4 separate regions of the Mus musculus genome follow, and regions 1, 2 and 3 are each linked to region 4. A link is a contact called in public Hi-C and promoter capture Hi-C data. All regions are on one chromosome and are shown on one strand. Each heading gives the region's core, a stretch centred on a gene start, on an enhancer-like site or on the middle of the called end of the contact. The rest is flanking DNA. Distances are from core to core; before and after follow the strand shown.

Region 1 (3,101 bases), core at 108-2,607, 3.4 Mb before region 4:
GCCAAGTGATCTGTCTCCTTCAGAACTTTAAAGCAGCTGTTCCTAGAAGTCTATTCTGGTAACTAATCATCGGAATTCCTTTGAATAAACAAATATGCAGCTTATATCTGAAATGCTACCTCATCTCAGAAGTTTCCTTTTCTCCCCTTTAAAGTTTAAAAGAAGGCAAAAAGCAACCCTTAATCTATTTAAAACAAGAAACCATAATACTTTTGACATAATGCATTTCCTTTACTGTAAGTAAGGAATACTTGCTAATTAAACACAAAACAAAAAACTCTTTCTGTGTAACTGGAGCACTGTGGCTCACACCTACAATCTCAGCACCACTGAGGCCAGGGTAGGGGTAACACGAGTTCTGGCAATCCTGGCTAGTAAGCAAGATACAAGCAAGCAACAGCAACAATCACCACAAAGCCAAAGCCAAAAAAGCCCATCTATGGAACCTGCATAATACAAGTAAAGCCAGCTTTAATACACAAGGAAGGTAGAGAAATTTGGGGAAACATTTTTAGTATGTTTGGGGTATTCTTCCCGAGGTACATTTCCCCACATTTTGTTTAGGCTAGTACGTGTTCCTTTATTATAAACAAATATAAACCAAGTAACTATTTAGTGTTCATTAAAAAAGAAGACATATTTATCTGTTTTCTTAGTTTTGCCGTTACGGCATTTGACATTTTGGTTGTAGTGATAGACTTGAAGCTGTCAAATCTATCAGCAGAAGTAGAGCTAAATCAAAGGTATTATTTTCCGGTATCTTATTGTAGTTTTGGCAAAGTCAAATCTGTCACTAAGATCCGCCCCTTTATCTGTTCGCTGAAATAACAACTGAACAAGTCTTTAGGTCAATTTTTCCGCCTCACTTATTTCACAACTTTAAAGTGAGGTGCAAGAACCTCTGGTTCGACTTTCAGCCTTCCTCCCGGGTTCCTCCTGGGACAGACCTCTGGACGAACCCCGACCCCAAGTCCCAGCTCGGCTTCCAGGAGTCTGCACAGATCAGGCCATTGAAAGTTCCAAGAAGCCGGGCTGGCTGTCGCCCACAGGCTGCTCTGGGCGACAAACGTGGTTTAGGAACGCGGAAAAGCGGAAGCCCTTGGACCTCCGCGCCCCGCCCTCGGCGCCACTACCACGCCCTGCGCGAGACTCAGACCAGACACATCGAGCGCAGAATGGCGATGCCTCTCTGCCAGGCGTCTCCATCAGAAGCCAGCAAAGCCCAGCAGCGGGCAGTAGCTGTCCTTCCCGAACGCCGGGCGGGCTGCGGTCACCCCCCAGCCAATCCCGAGCCGTCGCAGACAGGCAGCGAATCGGCGGCCGGCATTCCAGGCGCGATGAGTCGAACTCCGACGCGGGGATCGGGCGGCCCGCGGAGCCGGGGCTGTTTCTCAGCAATCCGTGCCAGGCGTGGCTCCAGGCCTTTCCACTCCGACTCTGCGCGTGCGCCCGCCCGGCAGCCGGCGGCCGCGGTGTCCGCTGCAGCCCGCCGCCAGGGAGTCGCGCCGATGCACGGGCAACAACGCGGGCCACGATGACAGATTACGGCGAGGAACAACGCAACGAGTTGGAGGCTCTGGAGTCCATCTACCCCGACTCCTTCACAGGTGACTTTGGCGGCCTCCTGCTCCGGGGCGGAGGCCGGGGCCCCGCGGCCCTTCCTGCCGCTCTCCAGACAGTTTCCAGCACTCGCCTGCTTCCTTCCCCACTGTCCTGAAATCCGAAGGTCCGGGTGGCTCTGCGGAGGCCCTGGAATTGGTCCTGACCGCTTTGGTTTCGCGTAACCTCCGTCATCCGAGATTCACTGAAGCACGCGGGGGGTGGGGGGAACTAGCAGTGCGATGAGTTTCTCCAGAGCCGCTTAATGTCCCCCCTTTACCTCCTATTTTAAGCTCTGGTGAAGTAGCAGCTGTTTTCCCTGCTGAGAAGATTGGGATGCTGGCTTTTGAGAGCAGCACACTCGGGGATGTCTTATTCTCTCTATAAGAGTGATCAGGCATTCTGCAGAATGCCTGATGAACGATGTGGTCGCTGTGGTTCTTAGGTATCTTAGACGTCGTCGAGGTTCTGGAGGCCCAGGGAAGGCAAGTGGCTTGTGCTCTCCCTCCTCCAGCCAGAGGTCCTTAGTTCTTACATCCTGAAGACTTCGGTTAAGGATTCAGCCTCAGCTTAGATGTAGGAAGAGCTGATTGGGTCTAAGGGAAAGCATCCGTCAGGAAATTCATTAGTAGAATCTTTCCTTGTGAGTCTGTTTCCATGGAAAACCTATCTATGGGTCTTCTCAAATTAGGGAAGCACTCAAGGTAAAGTCAGTATGAACGTAGGCTGGGGATTGATGGGATTTACATTCCACAACCCTTCCTCCAAGTGTTGTCAAGTATTACTTAGTGTCTGAATTAAGAACCCAAGGCATATTACTTTAAATCCTAAACCATCCCTTTCATTGCTTAGCTTAGTTTTCTTTCTTGGCTTCACTTTTTGACCAACTTTTTGCAATGGAAGCAAATTTTGTTCTGCTTTGCCAACAGGCAGATGTCTCTCAGCTACTCCTGTGTAGCTCCAGTCGAGTTCATGTTCTCTCGCACCAGCAATACAGCTGTGTTGCGGATGTTAAGGGATGAGTGAAGAGGGGGTTGAGAGTGTCATTACCTGGGTGAGTGTATGTGTGGAGTCTGGCTTCCTTCTCTATCCTTGCTTATATGTCAGTGTCAAACTAAAATAAAGCGCTAGTGTCAGTTGTCCGATATAGTCTGAATTACGATGTTTAGACCTTTCTAGCACGTTAGAAATATAATAGGCATGAACCCTTTGTAGGCAGAAACAAAAATGCATGAGGCATACAGTATTTTTAACTTGTCTTAAATATTAGGTTATCCTTCACTAAGTTCCGCGCATGTGTGTCTTACAATGGCACATTTTTTATGTCTTAAAGCAGTATTGTATTGAATTTTGCTAGGTCCCAGTAGTAGTAGTATATGGAATTCTTGTCAGATGTACAAGTGCATAAGGAGCCTGAGTGAGCCAGGGTAACAAATGACGACTTACGATTATTTTGATGCACTCACCTATTCCATAGCAACCTGCTGAGCCTGCTTGTAATT
Region 2 (3,232 bases), core at 75-2,574, 3.7 Mb before region 4:
GGAGGAAAGAAATCAAAACACTGCATACCCGTTGCATTTGCTCAAGCACAGGTGAGAAGGGACCAGTTCCGGCCGCATTTTCAAATGCAAAGATTAACCTGACTGGAAGCCAAAAGGCCTGGGAATCTCCACTGGCTCCCTTATTGGGCGACGTCGGGGTCTACGGATTCCTTCACGACACAGGTAGTATTGCAGTGGGTTTGGCCACAGATCCTCTTTGATAATCTCAGCGATTCTGTCAGATTCTGGAAGGCTGTGGTCCGAGAACCAGGTGAAGAAGCTGCAAATGAGATCTTGGTTTCTGCGAATGAAGGACTGGGGCTCATGCCCTCTCCGCCAAATGATTGGAGTGGAAAGAGACACCACTCGACCAGATGATCTCACTTCATATTCCTTGACAATCAGCTTGTTTCTGAAGTAGGGGTTTCTTCGAAAAAAGAACTTGAATTTGCAGCCAGTCTTAGGGTGTCTCAGTTCCTTCACCTCCAGACTGGTTACGTACCTTAACATCTCTGCATCCCGACCCCTAATCATGGCGGACAACTGAGGGTGGTTCCGGAAGGCAGTCATCCAGAAGCCTGGGATATTCTGAATGATGTAGTTCCTCCGTTCCAGGTAGTGTCGTCGCATTCGCCCAAACTTCTGCTCCAGATGTTGGAAGGCCCTGTCGGCCTGAGCATTCACAGTGTCCAGTTCCAGCTGGATGGCCTCCAGCGGGTTCCTGCGAAGATCTATGCCCAGGTGCCAGGGCCCTGCCTCCTCCGGCGCCTCCCTCACTCCTCCACTCGCCTCCAGCATCTCCATTTCTTCGCCCGCGGGCTTCTGCTCCACCTCCATCACCTCCTCGCTCCCTGGCGTGGCCACTTCTGACTTTTCCGCTGCAGCCGCGACGGTGCCCGGTTCCGTCTTCACGTCACGGGCCTGGGACTCCGCTCCCCGAGTTTCTTGGGCCTTCTCCACATATTTCGGTGTCACGAACACCGCTGCCGCGGGGCCCCGAACGGAAGGAGGTGACTCTCCCTGCCTAGCTGCGGCCACCCGAATCTGGGGGACAAGGCCCTCGACATCTCGGGGCGCGGGGCTCCCCACGATCCCTGCGCGGCCCTCACCTGTCACCGCCTTCTCCTCGCCGAGCAGCGGTCGCCGGTCTGGGGTCCCCGAGACAGTGTCAGCATCGCAGTGGCCGCGGCTGTCGGGGACAGGGGTCCCCTCGTCCCGCTCCGGGCTGCTCATGTCGGGTCTAGTCGCGCAGACCTCCGCCTACAAACAACAACCCTCACGGTCCCCCGCAACCCCAGCTCCGCCCCTCGCTCTCTCCAGCGCAGTGACGCCAGAGCCACAGCCCGCAAGTCTCGCGAGAACCTGCAGCGCACCTGATTGGTTCTTCAGCTCGTGACTTCCGTATTTGTTTGGCTTCTGTAAATGTAGCGGATAGCGGTTGTCACGTTTGTTTCCGTAAAGGGATGTCAATCATCCTAGGAGACTGAAGACAGTGGCGGGGCTTCTGGACCTGGCTTCTGGACCCTTCGCCCGCATCCGGGCTGCAGCCGTGTGTGTGTCTGTGTCTGCAAACAAGTTCATCCCCTTTCCACTTATGTGGAACGGTAAAAACACCTCCTGGTATTAGACAAAGCTAGGAGCCAAATGTTTGTATTAACCAAGGTGAATGCCACGGTTCCCCACCACCACCACCACCACCACCACCACCACCACCACCACCACAGAACTGAAAAAAATAATGAAGTCTAGCTTGGTGTGATGGCCCTTGTCTGTCGCCTCAGTGCTCTGGTGCTGAGGAGGATCGTTGACTTGGAGGCTAACCTGGGCTGCATACACGTTGGCTCAAAATAATAATAAAAACTCAGTTCTATTCTAAGCTCTGACGTTACTGGGGAACAAAGATCTGTGGGTTTGCTTTGGGAATTATTCTTTTTGGAAAAGATTTTGTGGTCATCATTAATGATTGTTTTTACTGGTGTGTCTTGCACCGTGGCATCGAATAGTTTGCATAACAATCCTCTGATGTATTAAGATATCCATTTTATTGAGACAAGGAGAGACTGGGTCTCTTACCAGAATAACATAGAAAATGACAGAGCGATGATTTGAGCCCTGGACATTTGATTCCCGGGTTCTCTGAACGGGATGTGACGTCACTTTAGGACATAGGCATAAATGCATAGTCTATATCAAGTTGATACATATTTTCTCCCACCTCCTTTCCGCATCCATAAATAGATTAATATTTAAGAACACATTCATTTCCTTTCTGTTTTGAGAAAAAGAAGGTAGTTATTCGTGGTCCTCAAATTCAAATTTACCAGAAAAATGTCACCTTCTGTATAACAAATATTTCCAAAACACCATTTAACGTTTTTCGATAAAGTTCATAGACAATATAACCCATCTACACACATAAATAGAAAATTTAACAATTTTACTATAAAGCTTACTGTAGTGGTGGCGATTTTAGTATAGCAAAGGGGTCACCGACTTAGGTTATTATAAGAACTATATGACGTGGCATTTATCACAGTGGTAAACGCACCAATAAGAATGGCGTGGTTAGAAAATTACACATCTCATAAAAGTAACTGCGGATGGAGAGTGACACAGATGCCTATGTCAGGTCTTCTGAAACTGTAATCCAATTTTGGTGAAGTTCTGGTAAATAATGTCTCCTCCTCTCTCCCTTGCACTGTTTCTTCCACACAGAGAAAGGAATTTCCACGGTTAAATTCTTGCTAGGCGTGTTATTTCCAACGACTGTCACTAGAGGGAGCGACTTCTCCTTTAGAAAATGATGCTACACCTATGACAGAATGGATTCTTGTAAATGAAATTGAGCCACAGTCTTTTACTGAGACTAAACTATGAATGTTAGACGATGCATCTTAGACATGATTCATTTTATTATTATTTTCCACTAACTATCATATAGAAGTGTCCACTTGGTTTTGTTTAGTCTGACAAGGTCCCCATTTGTCTTCAACTTGATTCAAGTTCTAGCTTTGGTTTGTTTGACCTGGACAAGTCACCCCTCTAGGCAGGCAAAGGTGCTTGCTGCGTAGCCTAAAGATAAGTTTAATCCCCAAGACCGGACCAATGGGGAAGAAAGAAAAAATGACTCCTGCAAGTTTTCCTTTGTTCACCACAAGGATCCCCCATGGCACACAAACACACACACACAACCAATCAATGAATTAATTTGATTTGTTTTGATTTTTGTCTT
Region 3 (3,207 bases), core at 647-3,146, 3.8 Mb before region 4:
TGGTTGTTAGCTTGACTATATCCGAAATGAACTACAATCCAGAACTGGAGGGCTCACCTGTGATCCAGATTTTGAGGCTGGAAGACACAAGTTTCTGATCTGGCTCTTGTCATGGAGATCTTGAGACATGATGACCGTGAAAAGCTTAGGCTCAGGCAAGGTAGTACAGGCCTTTAATCCCAGGAGACTGAGGCAAGGTGATATCTGGATTCAAGGTCAGCCTGGGACAAAGCAAGTCCTAGATCCAGGCATGGTGGTATGCACCTTTAATCTGAGCCACACTTTCTCATAGAAGCCTACCCAGGGACATTGGAAGAAGGAAGATTCACTCTTTTTCTTTTTCTTTTTTATTAATATTTTTTATTACTACGTATTTTCCTCAATTACATTTAGAATGCTATCCCCCATACCCCCCACACACACACACTTCCCTACCCACCCATTCCCATTTTTGGGCCCTGGCATTCCCCTGTACTGGGGCATATAAAGTTTGCGTGTCCAATAGGCCTCTCTTTCCAGTGATGGCCGACTAGGCCATCTTTTGATACATATGCAGCTAGAGTCAAGAGCTCCGGGGTACTGGTTAGTTCATATTGTTGTTCCACCTATAGGGTTGTAGATCCCTTTAGCTCCTTGGATATGTTCTCTAGCTCCTCCATTGGGGGCTTTGTGATCCATCCAATAGCTGACTGTGAGCATCCACTTCTGTGTTTGCTAGGCCCCAGCCTAGTCTCACAAGACCTACTTCTACAGAAGACCAGTTCAAACAACTAGCCTCACGGGACGGAGCAACTACCAAACTCTTCGAATTCCTATTAACAGTTGACCAATGCTCGGTGAGTTGAACTACAGACTATAAGTCATCACAATACATTCCTTTAATATATAGAGAACTCATTCCATAAGTTCTGTGTCTTTAGAGAACCCTGACTAATACAACCAGCCTTGGTGTTTTTGGTAAGGTGGTCTTCCATAATACGTAATATATTTTTTAATGCATTCCAATGGCTGAAATGATGCCAGGAATGTCTTTCATGTCTTATTACCAAACTATAGAGTAATAAAGCTGTTGATTCAACTTTCAAAGTCCACTTACCAAACTGTATGCTAAAGGGGTCTGTATTAGTCAGAGTTTTACTGCTGTGAACAGACACCATGACCAAGGCAAGTCTTATAAAAAACAACATTTAATTGGGGCTGGCTTACAGGTACAGAGGTTCAGTCCATTATCATCAAGGTGGGAGCATGGCAGCATCCAGGCAGGCATGGTGCAGGCAGAGCTGAGCGTTCTATGTCTTCATCCAAAGGCTGCTAGTGGAAGACTGACTTCCAGGCAACTAGGGTGAGGATCTTATGCCCACGCCCACAGTGACACACCTATTCCAACCTGGTCACACCTATTCCAACAAGGCCACACCTCCAAATGGTGTCACTCCCTAGTCCAAGAATATACAAACCATCACAGGGTCCAACAGTTATTTGTGCTCATAATTTTCTCACACACTGCTCCCACACTCAAGCCTCAAGGGATGAGGTTTCACTGGTATCATTTAGTAGTGTGGCGCCTGAAAAATGAACGAGAATTCCCACTAATTCTGTGAAACCTTAAGCTACATTAAGGACATTGGCTAGCAGGGTCCTAGTTGAGCATTTTAGCTCCTGCTGCACTGTACTAGCTGGAAGCAAGCCGTGGAACTGGCCTGAACCAGCCAGCAAAACTGGGGCGATCCAGGAGGCAGACAGGCCACTGACTTGGAGACGCGGGAGTGTGCTCAGAACCCGCCCTACTTGACTAGCTCCTCCCGACCAGACCACGCCCCGCCCGTCTGTCTTATATAAGCCTCCGCCCCGCCAAGCTCCGCCCCGTCAAGCCCCGCCCCGTCAAGCCCCGCCCCGCTCCGCGTCCTGCCTGCGAGTTACGCTTGTAGAGTCCCGGCAACTTCTCGCATGCTCTACCGGCCTTCCGGTCTGCGTTACCCGCCGCTGCCCTGCCATGGCTCAGCACTTCTCCCTGGGCGCCTGCGACGTGGTCGGCTTCGATCTCGACCACACGCTGTGCCGCTACAACCTGCCCGAGAGCGCCCGGGTGAGTGGCACGGACAGCCTCTAAAGGCGGCTGTGTAGAGTGTCGTAGGTCCCCGGCCGCTGGGCGGAAGTGTACTTTCAGGGGTTCTGCGGTCTTGAGGAGGAAGCCAGGGGCAGAAGATAGCGCAAGACCGAGCCGGGAAGCCGACTTGTAGAACCCTGAAAAAGCGGGGTCAGGGGCTTTGTGTGTCATTTGTTGATCCCAGGCCCTATTATTTTTTCCAACTCCTCTGGGCACCAGCTGAGTGGGTACAGCCACTTGTTTTGAACTTCAAGAAAACATGGCTGCATCTTTCCTTTTGCACACCCAAGTAATCACCTGTCAGAGTTTAAGTATTTCATACAGGGAGAGACTGTATAATAAATAGTATTGTGAGAAACACTGGGAGAAGTCGTTAACATCTTAGACCTCCTTTTGTCTTTACCAAGAGAAGAAAACAAGCATTTATTGTGCACGTACTACTTGATCTGTGCGTTTTAAATAAAGTTGTAATCTCAACAGAATCTACCCAGAATATGAGGGGATTAGATTGCTTTATTTGTAGGCTTATACCCTCATCTTAATCGCCCTGCTTTCTCTGACCCTTTGGGTTCACAAGAAACTAAAGAATTAAGAATATCACAGTGAGAAGTCTAAGCAGGACTCTGCAGTCAAAGTCCCTGGTTCGGGACCCTGGCACCAAGTGCCTAGCCCTGTGACACTGGGCAAATAATCTGGGTTCCTTCTCAATTAACCTTTCGAGGATTAAGTGTGCAGCCGATTGTTTGCTATTACGGTTAGCACCCACCACATCACTAGTGCAGACCACAGTCAGTGTAGTCCTGTCAGTGCCCCAGTTGGTCAGATTCTCCAAAATCAAAAATGAGGCTCCTGAATCACTCCGGTGTGTTTTCAAGCATACAGATGCTTTAAAAAAAAAAAAAGGTGTGTGTCCCTGCTGGGGCTCTGTTTTGCTTGCCAGTTGCACAGATCTCATTTCCTTTCTCATAGTTTAAAGACATTTAAGTCTTGGTCCTTTGGCTACTCTTTCAGAGTGTTCTCTGGGTGCTAATTTCTTTCCTTCCACGGCGTTCAGATTCCAGTCTGGTTCATCTTATGCCCTTCATCTGTATTCACTGTCG
Region 4 (2,868 bases), core at 309-2,808:
AAGGCTCCTGACCCTTACCACTCATAGCCTTTACTAAAAAAGCACTTCTGTTTGTGACTGTGCAACTCTCATAACTCAAAAGTGTTTTCCCGTGGGATCTGAAAATCATTCTTTTATTCATCAGACTGTTGTGAAATGTCTATGGGAACATTTCCACTATGATAGCACCAAGAATAAAGGATGAAACTCCTGTCCTTACCAAAGCCAAAGTCAACTCAAAAGCTTTCAATATCAAACAAGCAGTTATGAAAGGCATCTACAGATCACCCCCCCCCCCACCATGGCCCAAGAGGCAGCCCAAGTACTCAAGTACCTACATGGATAAAGACATACAGCTACTGTGTGTGTGCATGCATACACACACCATAAAAAAGCAGCGTGATATGAAAGTGTAAGAACAGACATGGAACATGATAATATTTAAATGTGTCAAAGTCAAATTTTCTGCTTCTGAGTCCTGCCTCAAACTTGTGATGATCTGAGAAGCTATTGTCATGATTGCACACCATATGGTTAACTACAAAGGGAATTAAATGCAACGTGAATGTGCATGTACTCTTACTTAACTTACGTTACTGTTTCAGATTACAAGATAATTCACTTAAAATCACTACTGAGTTTAAAGTCACACTAAGTGTTATTATGGGTTCTAGAACTAGACATTTATTTGAATTTTATCATTTGGGTAAGTGGTAAGAAAATAAGTCTGAATCTGTCTCTTTCTGTAGACCTGTAATAAAATAATCAACCTTGGGAGTTTTCACAATTAGAGAAACAGAGTATTTGGTGCTCAGCAAATGCCATGTATTGTAAAAAGGTGAGATCACATCATACTTAAGAACTGATACTTTTCCGCGCATGATTGTTCCCAAAGGGTTTCTCTCCCTCTCTTTCCTAAATAGCCGGGAATACAAGAGAAAATTGTTACAATGAATCAGGTGACCTGGCAGGGAATTTCTCAATTACTACCTTTTCTCTCCATATGACATATGTGTGATAGGAGACCCTTTCGATTTACATTGTACTATAAACAAAAGCAAACATGTAGAGACCAATTTGGCCGGGTTTGTTTGTTTGGTTTGGTTTCAGATCCTAAAATTACTGTGGCTGAACAAGTAAGTACACAGGAAACTCGGAAATTTCACTTTGCCAAACAAGGCTCTCTATACGTTTGACTCATCCTCTCATACCCTTAAAAGAATCGAATTTCTATACTCTTTTTCTTTTGTAACGGGAGTGTAATACACTATAGGGACGTGAAAGCAATATCCTTTACACTTTAGATGAATGTTACCAACCCCTGGATAGGTCTTCCCGTCAGAAAACGCCTTTGAGCAGTGGGCTCCTGCGGCTGCGCTGCTTTCGTCATCACGGAGCGCCGGGCTTGCCCTCTGATCGTCGCCCTTTTAGAGGCCGAGCTATCTGGTGTGTCCCATACCCAGAGTCTGGCCCTGCGCGTGCGCAGACTCCGTGTCACTAGGCGGGCCACCCTAGGGCGGCGATTCCAGGTGCATCCGCCCGAGGCGGGCCTTGCGCACCTCAGCTGATCCTGACGTCGCCTTTCGGCCGCCATGGCTGAGAAGCAAGCGGGCTTGGTCGGAGAGCCGGATCCCGAGGGGTCCTCGCCTGGGACCTCGGAGTCCTGGAACTATGACAGCAACTGCGTGTTCTGCCGCGTGGCGGCGGGTCAGGAACCCAAAACTGAACTCTTTCACTGTGAGGTGGGCGGCGACAGGCCGGGTGGGTGGGGACCAGGCATCCAATCCCTGCTCGCAGGCTTCTGTCTCTGCAGACGAACTAAACAGTGACTGACTTCTGTCAGGGACCCAGAGGTCTCCAGTGTTGCCTTTGCTGTTCAGTAGGGAGAGATAGCAGTGATAGAGCCCAGCATTCTCGCCTCCCTCGCATGCATTTGCAACACAGCAGCATCCTGTGTCTTTACTTTTATTTTAGGGAGTCTTCCTCTTCTCTAGATAGTAATTTTAAAATTATGTATTCTTCCAGTATCGTTAGAGAGCGTACAACTTGCTGAAAACAGGTCTTGGACGTGGTGAAGAAGTGTGAATTTGACTGAAATGGGCTGGAATGGGGTTTCAGGACTGGGTCTGAAGTCGAACTGATACTTACAGTTAATAGCTTGTAAGAATCTTCCTTATCTACCGTGAGAGCCTCATGAACTACTCCCCTTTTCGTTACAAGATCTCGACAGGGTTCAAACCTGTGCAGATCAAGTGTAGTTAATCATACTTGCTGCGAGATCGGGAGAGCAACAGTCATGTCATGCCTGGAAATTCCAGAAAACTCTCCCTTTCCCCTGGGTCTAACATTTTTACATCTCATCATCCTTCATAAAGAGTTAATCTTTTGAGAGAGATTTATCATCTTGCATTTAAAATTCTTATTACACATATATTCATTGTAAACACAGGAAATGATTGCACTTATATAAGTTGTTGATATATAATTATACAAATAAGAGCAGAGGAAATTATTTGTTTTGGTATAATCAGGGTTGCCAGCATCATGAAGAATTTGTTTGAGGAATCTTTCCAACAAAAGTCAGAGATGATTCTTTGCCTCACAGATCTCTGTATGGTTTTCTTACTGTATTTTTAGAATTCATTTAAGCAAAGGGCATATCACATATTCTTAGCAGGGGGCTTACCAGTACCAAGGGCAGTGTCTTACTCTTTGTGTATGAGTCTCATGGCATTGATACGAATTATTTTTAAGGGGCTCTTAGAAATAGCTGAGTGGTAGTGGTACATGCCTTTAATTCCAGCACTCAGAAAGGCAGAGGCAGAAAGATCTCTCTGTTGGAGGCCAACCTGGTCAATGCAGTGAATTCAAGGACAGCTAAGGCTATGC

Evidence for each region. Promoter capture Hi-C pulls out the DNA fragments that hold promoters and counts their contacts. Hi-C and Micro-C count contacts between places; a contact is called where the count stands out from the background.
Region 1: a contact with region 4 is called in a promoter capture Hi-C map of pre-B cells. The contact joins the promoter of Rwdd1 here to the promoter of Hint3 in region 4. A contact is called at or near these places in 2 of 39 promoter capture datasets (cranial neural crest and pre-B cells).
Region 2: a promoter capture Hi-C map of pre-B cells shows a contact between it and region 4, with 6 times the contacts expected there. The contact joins the promoter of Tspyl1 here to the promoter of Hint3 in region 4. A contact is called at or near these places in 2 of 39 promoter capture datasets (hippocampal neurons and pre-B cells) and 1 of 484 Hi-C or Micro-C datasets (muscle stem cells).
Region 3: a contact with region 4 is called in a Hi-C map of muscle stem cells, with 8 times the contacts expected there. The contact joins the promoter of Nt5dc1 here to the promoter of Hint3 in region 4. A contact is called at or near these places in 1 of 39 promoter capture datasets (pre-B cells) and 1 of 484 Hi-C or Micro-C datasets (muscle stem cells).

The regions. Positions count from the first base shown.
Region 1 is chr10:34,017,872-34,020,972 of GRCm38.p6, reverse strand. It overlaps Rwdd1 (RWD domain containing 1), which reads left to right and starts at 1,357. Exons shown (of 7, transcript NM_025614.3): 1 at 1,357-1,607. The coding sequence starts at 1,535.
Region 2 is chr10:34,280,282-34,283,513 of GRCm38.p6, reverse strand. Tspyl1 (testis-specific protein, Y-encoded-like 1) reads right to left here and starts at 1,324. Exons shown (of 1, transcript NM_009433.3): 1 at 1-1,324. The coding sequence starts at 1,233. The coding sequence ends at 94. The region is part of intron 1 of Gm26564 (a long non-coding RNA gene); the gene reads left to right.
Region 3 is chr10:34,417,240-34,420,446 of GRCm38.p6, reverse strand. Nt5dc1 (5'-nucleotidase domain containing 1) reads left to right here and starts at 1,896. Exons shown (of 12, transcript NM_176968.5): 1 at 1,896-2,086. The coding sequence starts at 1,994.
Region 4 is chr10:30,617,056-30,619,923 of GRCm38.p6, reverse strand. It overlaps Hint3 (histidine triad nucleotide binding protein 3), which reads left to right and starts at 1,558. Exons shown (of 5, transcript NM_025798.3): 1 at 1,558-1,721. The coding sequence starts at 1,572.